Regions from separate parts of the Mus musculus genome. Here region 2 is linked to region 1. A link is a contact called in public Hi-C data. All regions are on one chromosome and are shown on one strand. The core of a region is the stretch at or near the end of the contact, and the rest is flanking DNA. Distances in the headings are between cores, read along the strand shown. Region 1 has its middle 160 kb from the start of 7420700N18Rik. Region 2 has its middle 19 kb from the start of Gm26578.

The links. A called contact is a pair of places that touch in the nucleus more often than the background predicts.
Region 2: a contact with region 1 is called in a Hi-C map of liver, with 2.6 times the contacts expected there. The contact joins two enhancer-like sites. A contact is called at or near these places in 3 of 484 Hi-C or Micro-C datasets (liver, nephron progenitors and pancreatic cancer cells) and 1 of 115 datasets of contacts at active chromatin or transcription factors (embryonic limb bud).

The regions. Positions count from the first base shown.
Region 1 is chr8:31,523,923-31,527,889 of GRCm38.p6, reverse strand. No RefSeq gene overlaps it. Among named protein-coding and RNA genes, the nearest start is that of 7420700N18Rik, 160 kb to the right of the region's middle. Within about 2 kb of position 2,324, at least 25 of the 459 cell types and tissues checked have an H3K27ac peak or open chromatin away from gene starts, as enhancers often do. A contact at or near this core is called in liver, where this site is marked.
Region 2 is chr8:32,026,785-32,030,729 of GRCm38.p6, reverse strand. It overlaps a transcript of Nrg1 not described here. Among named protein-coding and RNA genes, the nearest start is that of Gm26578, 19 kb to the right of the region's middle. Within about 2 kb of position 2,434, at least 5 of the 459 cell types and tissues checked have an H3K27ac peak or open chromatin away from gene starts, as enhancers often do. A contact at or near this core is called in liver, where this site is marked.

The sequences.
Region 1 (3,967 bases), core at 1,075-3,574:
AGTTGTCTCCATAGCTATAGGAAGGTAAAAATGTTTGCATTATATACCACATGCACACATACAACTCTGCTGTGAGCTCCTTGCATTATATGGATAATGTATGATCCAGAGATGCACAGAAAACATGAGAGAAAAATCCCAGATAGAAAATATATAAGCACAGATCAAATTCTTAAGAAGATGTACTTTGAGCACATATGGAACTTATATGATGGTGCATGCCTATAATCCCAGCACTCATGGGGTACAGGCCAGAAGTTTAGGAGTTCAAGGCCAATACTGACTACTCAGTGAGTTTGTGGTCAGCCTGGGCTTCATGAGAATCTGTCTCAGAAAAACAAAAATAAAACAGAACATAGAGAATAAGATTAAGACTTTAAACTTGGATAAGACTGTTCATGAAGAAAAAGTAGATAGGAAGTCTGTGCCCAGAAATCTCAGAAGGTAATATGGCAGACTTTAGGCTACACAGAGAAAGTAAGTCAGTTGTCTATAAAGCCTTTATTATAATAGGAAGGCCAACCCTATGGTTTCCATAAATGGAAAAGACATACTCCCAATATATAAGGAACAAAGTGAATGAGTCACAGACCAGTTGGCAAATTTAATGAGAGGATAGACAAGTGAAGAATGAAAAGAGAAAGGAACCTTTGGAAAGACAGGATGAATGAGCTCATGGGATGTGACCAAGCAGTCAGAACGTGTTACACTGACTGACCCTTAGTGGTCTTTCAGACAGGACTCCTGGCCGTGTCAAGATGGATAGACTTGAGGACTTCTGTAAAGATGTCAAGCACCTCTATCTATTCCAGCTCTTTATGCTCAGGTTTCATTTGGAATCTTTAAGTCTCTTTACAAAAACATCTCTGGAATAGCCATCGAAAATGTTTCCATGTTCTCTGAATACTAGGGCAATCCAGTTTCCATTTTTGAGTCTGCCTCTTCCTGGCTTCACAAGGCATGAAGGAAACCTCCTTTCAGTTCTGCATATCAGCATGACCTCTTCAGTAACCAGGCAGGGAGCCTAGTTTTGACATTCTCACGGATCCATGCTTAAGACCAGAGGAAATCTCCTCCCAAGAGAATTACTGAGAAACCCATGACCATATCCAATTGTCTACATTCGTGTGTCACTAGTAGCAAGGACTAGCAGGCCTGCCCTGTGGCTGCTTGGTTTGTGATTATAGGAAATGCTAAGGATTCTGTGTAATTGGTGGTACCCTGTCCAGCTCTAAATTCACACAGAATTTGTTTCAGTCAAGAGCTGGGGAACAACAGAAATACTGGGAGAAGCAAACAGATCCCCAGCCAGAGAATCATCAATGGGAATTTTCCTTTTTGAACTACATTAGATTTTAAAATACATTCCTCTGAGTAAAAGGTCACTTAAAATCACAGTCCTGGAAGGGTATGCTAAATTTTTTAAGCACCGTTGTAATATGAAGCTGTCCTTTTGGGGTAACAAAGTTGAACTGTAAGCTCTTGGCCTCACATTTTTAAATTTAAAGACCAAGAGCATAGTTTTTAGTATCCCTCTGTAATTATTGGTTCTATTCAAAAACATATTTCTTGCCAGGCAGTGGTGGCGCACAGCTTTGATCCCAGCACTTTCGAAGCAGAGGCAGGCAGATTTCTGAGCTCAAGGTCAGCCTGGTCTACAGAGTGAGTTCCAGGACAGCCAGGACTACACAAAGAATCCCTGTCTCAAAGAAACAAACAAAACAAAACAACACATTTCTCACAAGATCTTTGTACATCATTAACTGGGAAAATACAGATGTGTGTGTGTGTGTGTGTGTGTGTGTGTGTGTGTGTGTGTGTGTGTGTGTGTGTGTGTGTGTAAGATTTTTAAGGTCTTAGCCCTCACTAATAGCTTATAGAACAGGTAGCTGAGACCTTGTGGATATTCCAACACTCATGAATCAAGCTAAAGAATGGACACATCAGTATTTGCTTGAATTTCTTTCATTTCTGGTTGGTACTTCCGAAGTACACTTCCATTTCATTCTGATGTTGTCAAAAACATATGAACCATTTTCAGCCAACACTTATTAAATATATAATGAATGATGTTTAATTCTTAAGTACATGATCAAGTGACTTACCTACCATAAAGTAACACATTAAACAGTCTAAATTCCCAGGAAACATTTTTTTAAAAAGTACATCTAGAAAGATAATCTTCACATAGCATATTTTTTTAAGTCTAATGTTCACCTTTACATCCTTTCTTCCACATTTTTCCCAGAACTGACAGAAGTCCATCACTGTGATTTCATCATACTCTGTGTCCAGCTTCCTCTCTCTCCAACCCTTCCCTCCCACTGGCTGCTGCAAGTCCTCACTGTACCACATGGATCTCAAGAGCCAACACACAGCTCGAGAGTCTAATCGAGTCTGTGCTACAATTTGAGTTTCCTCAGTTAGGATAGGAATGCCCAGAGGCCATGTGTCCCCTCAAGCTGGCCTCTCTTCCATGGAAGAACCAAAGAAGTGTCTGCTCTCGTTTCCCAGGGGTGTCCTATCAGGCACTGCTTAACTACTATATATCCGGAGATTTGTACTTTGCTGTTATACCATTCTCACCCAAAGGAGGACGGGAACTTTGACCACTCTTCCTGAGAATAATTAATGAGTGACCTACCAAGTTTGGAATGTACAATGCTGTGAATTGCAAAGAATGTGCCTCCCCTTGCCAGGGAGCAGCGGAAAGTAGGCAACTCACTCTTAAGAAAATATCTCTGATTGGCTATCTCTCTAATAATCACGAGTTCTGTTTTGGGTGTTAAGAACTGGTTTAAAATTCAATCCAAAGCAGAAATTCTATTTCAGTAGACAAACAAAGATACAGTCTGAGGCTGGGGTTGGGGGCAACCCTATCAGGTATTTACAAAACGTCTACATATCTTCCCTTACAGGCATGGTCTTTGGCAATAATTCTCCTTCTCTTGGTGATGTCCATGAGATTACATGACCCTGAATGAATCAATGGCCTGAAAGAATAACTCAGTAAGTTATTTTGAGATTAAATAAATCCAAGATGTCAGACATACAGCAGTGTGTCTAGCATAACAAAAATACCCACTAGTTTCTCTCCACTTGTGGCACTGTAGACATATTTAGTATGCCACTTAGAATTTCATATAAGCTTTGGGGGGAATGCGTTTAAATATTTGTGTTTTGGGGAGTGCTGTGAAAGAGCTTCCATGTAACCCCGATGCACAATAAACAAGAGCATGTGAAGATCATGTGATGATCAGGCCTAAGCTGTCTCATAGGTCACGTGGCTAATTATGAATTCTCCACAAGCCAGCTCACTGTTCTACTTTTCCTGGTCACAGAAGCTAGGTGTTAAAGCAAGTATGGGGCTCACACCTGAATAGCCATTGGGACTGGGGGAAAATTATTATTTCTATTATTCTTCTGCTGCTGGTACACATAAGAATCCAACCACACTGGGATAAGTCCTGGAAGGGATAAAAACACTCCATGAAACCATTCTACCAGCTTCTTTGACTTTTCTGTGTGCGTCCTCAGTAGGGTTGTGCCTTATTCTTGTGTGTTAGTGTGTTCACACATACATCTGCATGTGCAAGTGAAAGAAAAACCTCAGGCATTATTCCTCAAGCACCAGGCACATTGCTTTTAAAATGGCCTCTCTCACTGGCCTAGGATTCACATGGTAGACTCGAGTGGCTGGCCAACCAGTCCCAGGGACCACCGGTTTTCACCTTGCTAATGCTGGAATCCCAAGTCACCTTACTTGGCTATTTTACATGGGTACCAAGGTCTTTTTTTTTTTTTTTTTCTTGCTGAACCAATATATTACCAACTGGGCCATCTTCCCAGCTTCTGTGCTCTATCTGGATTAGGACTTTTCACATGGTTTTCTCTTTATGGCTAAACATTCTGACAAAATGATAGCATAGTGAAGGGACTATGTTAAGGTTGATGTGGATCTCTTTCT
Region 2 (3,945 bases), core at 1,185-3,684, 500 kb before region 1:
TTTTAGAGTTTCAGATTTTAGGTTGGTGGTTTTGTTTTGTTTTGTTTTTTCCATTTGGGGTTGATATATATATATATATATATGTATATATATATATATCATACACATATTGTGCAGGCTGAGACAAGTGCCTTATTTCATTTTAGAACCAGAGGCTGAATTTTTTCAATTCCACTTGTTAGAGATGCTGCCCCTTTCCCATGTGTATTCTTGATTTCTTTGCCAAAAGAATCAGGTGGCTTTAATCATACAGACTTAAATCTAGATCTTCCTTCTACTCTATTCTATTGGTCTATGCCTCTGTTTTTATTACAGTACCATACTATTTTCATTGCAGGGGCTCTGTAATATAACTTGAGAGCAGGCATGGTACTACCTTGACATTATTATTTTTGCTGAGTATTGTTTTGACTTTTCAGGATGTTTTGTGTTTCCATGTGAATTTTAAGATCCACACCCCCCCCCCCGCTATTTCTGTGAAGAATAGTACAGGGATTTGACCGTTTTCTATCTTGGCCTATCAGAATGGCCACCATCAAAAAAAAAGTAAATGACAATGTGAATTGGCAAGGCTATGGAAAAGGAAAAACCCTTTTTTATCTTTCATCAGAGTGTGAACTGGTTACCTGCTGTAGAAATCAGTGCGTGGATTCCTCAGAAGGTTAGGAGTCGTTCCAGATATTCCATTCCCAACTCTGTACCTGGAGGACTGTACATCCTCCTACAGAGATGCTTGTGCATCCACGTTCATTGCTGCCCTCTTCACAGCAGCAAGGAAATGAATCTGGTTAGATATGTGCCAACTGACCAATGAATAAAAAGAATATGGTACAGAGAGTATAATTCTAGTAAGTTGTAAAGAGAAATTAAATTATAAAACTTATCAGTCAACGGATAAACTTAGGGAAAGAAACCAACATTTTTCCTGAGTGAGATGAACTAGGACCAGAGAGGCAAAAGCTACACATTTCCCCCTCCTATGTGGTCCTAGTTGCAAATCTCAAACACTGTGTGGCCACCCTGGCAGACCTGCAGAAGCCAGAAAAAGAAGAGTCTATTAATGGTCCATTGAATGAGGAGGAAATAGTAGAAGATAGTTCATATAAATAGGGGAATAGATAAGTTTAGGCAGGGAAGGGGTGGGGCAGGGGGTGGGGTATAGAATATGAGGGATGTGGGAAAAGAAATTTAACCAAATTGAAACATACGAAAGAGGCACATGGAAACCTGCTATCTTGTAACTCAACTAAAAATGTCCACATGTACCTATGTGTGTGTGTGTATATATATATATATATATACACACACACACATATATATACATATATATATACATATATATGTATGTATGCATACATGCACATATATGCATGCATATACATATACTTTTAAAGTATCTATTTGCATACTTGTGTACATTCATATATAAAACCTATATATGAATATATATCCATACCTACATTATTTAAACTTTAGTCTCAGTGGCACATGTTATTGACTCCCAAACAGATGTCTTCCCCCCATCTTTTTCCCAAGTAGCAGACAGTGTCCAGTTGTCACCTGTATTTGTACCCAAAGGCATCACATTTCGGATACGTTGATGTACCATGTTTGATTTCCATCTCTTCCCCACACTTTCCTGCAAAATCCACTCTTCACAAATTAGTCCGCTTCGACAAACACAGTGCCCTTCACCCAGTTACTCAGATAAAAATCCAAGTCTTCCTTTCTTGTTGATTATAAAGTCTCACGTGCAAGTCTTCCTCAGCATCATTTGCTGGTGGATCCACTTCTAGACTACACGCATGACCCAAACACACCCCCGAGACCTCAACTCTCACACAGCCTCAGTTCCTGCATTCTTCTCTATGTGATGCGTACTTTTCTCTTTCGTTCTTTTTAAAATTTATTTTTATGTTCATGGCTGTGTTGCCTGCATGTATGTCTGTGTGAGGATGTCAGAGACCTGGAACTGACATTACAAACAGGTGTGAGCTGGGAACTGAACCCTGTGCTCTAGAAGAACTGATGTTCTTAGCCGCCAAGTCATCTCTCCTGCCCATCTTGCTTTTTTCTTAGAAAAAAAAAATCACAAATAGATTTTAATCATATTCTTATCCCTTTCTCAGTATCTCCTAGAACCTTTCTACTTCTCTCTCCACCCAAATTCATATTCTTTTTTTTCTCTTTCTTGAAAAAAAAATCAAACCAAAAGGACAAAAAAAGACCAAAAAAAAAAAAAAAAAAAAAAAACAAAAGAAACAAACATACCAAAAATAACCCCTCCCCAAAACAAACAAACGACAAAATCACAAATCAAAACAACAAAACAAGCACACAAAAACCCCCCGGAATCTGTTTTGTATTGGCCAACCCCTGGCAAACATTGGGCGGGCCTGGATCTCAGGCTGGGTTGATTGACCAAGTGTCTGAACGGCACTTTCTCTTTCTACAACTGCCTTAGGCTCATTTCTGTGCTGGGAACTGTGTTTGTGGTTCTCACTGCCTCGGATCATCGTTGTTTCTGTTATAGCACCATTTGCTCCTTTAAGTGTTCTCTTCAGGGAAGCCTGTCCTGACCACACTGTTACTCTCTGCCCTCTTTCTCTGTTCTGGGTTTCACTCCTGACTGCTTGCAAGTACTGCCTTCAGGTTTGCGTTTAATTTATTGTCTGAACACAGGTTTTAGAACTCAATGTTTTGGGACCCTTACGGCTATGGCCGTAAGAACGTATGGCAAGCATTGAGTGTGTGAACAACCCGTGCGACTGAGCTTGGAGATGTGCTTTCTTTAACAACTTCCTGAGTCCAAATCACCGTTCGCTAACACATGCGTGTTTCGTAATCATTTCAGAAGCTAGAGGTTTTAAAGCCTGCATTTAACGACAGCCACTCTACTCAGGGTTGTAATGCCAGGCTTATCCCAGAGCTGCTCTTCTCTTCCCAGCCCCTAACTTGTAGAACATATTAATATAGGAGTTGCCAGTTGCTAGCATATTTAAGAAGTTTTGGTTCTTGTCGTATATTGAATCTACACAGAACTACAAGCTGTGGCTTAAATTCATTCCATGACAGGCTCCTGTATAAACTCTCACTGGACTCTTTGTCATTGAGAATTCTAGTTTTAGGTAAGACCGCCACTTCTGCTAAGAAGGACCCTCCCAGAACCCTCAGGACACAGGAACCGAGGAGCGTCCTGGGACAGGAGCCTTCCGGTTTCCCTCTGGCGCCCGGAGCTGATCCTGTGCCACAGCGAGAATTCTAGTTTTGTGATTTGAGCTTAGTAATTTATTAAATAATTGGCCGAGGCTTAAGCACAACAACCACAGCTGTCCTATACAACATCACAAGGCATATATTTCTGTATACTTTTTAATGATCAATCTTTGCTTTCTAAATTGAAAGTCCGTTTGGCTGTCCTGTAGCTGGACTTTGATCCCTCAGAATCAATTTACATTCCTGTTTCTTCATTCCACTCTATCTATCACCATTCTACCCACAGAGGCATTTTTAAAAAAGTGATAATCAAATCTACAAATGTCATATCTGTATATAAGGAAGTGATTCCAGAATAGCTAGACACTTTATTTTAGTAATTATTCTCATATTCCAAGGACAAACGACCAATCAGTAATAATTGAGTATTTGGGGCTTCCCGGTTGTATCTGTGAAGTATAGTCAAAGTCAGTTGAAATGCAAGCAGCAAGAAAGGGAGGGAGAAAGGAACGGAGCAGTGGAGATGGAGTAGATCCTGTAATCTGCTGCCATGCTGACTTTTCTCAATTAAAGGGGATTACTGCCCCCTCCACCATCACTTAGAACTTCTAAGACCTTTATTGCTTTCTGTCTACTGAATGTTCACTTCTCCTCCTGTTTGTTTTCTCTTCTGAAAAGTTAATTAAATATTCATCAGCATGAGATGCGAGACTGCTTAATAATATGGTC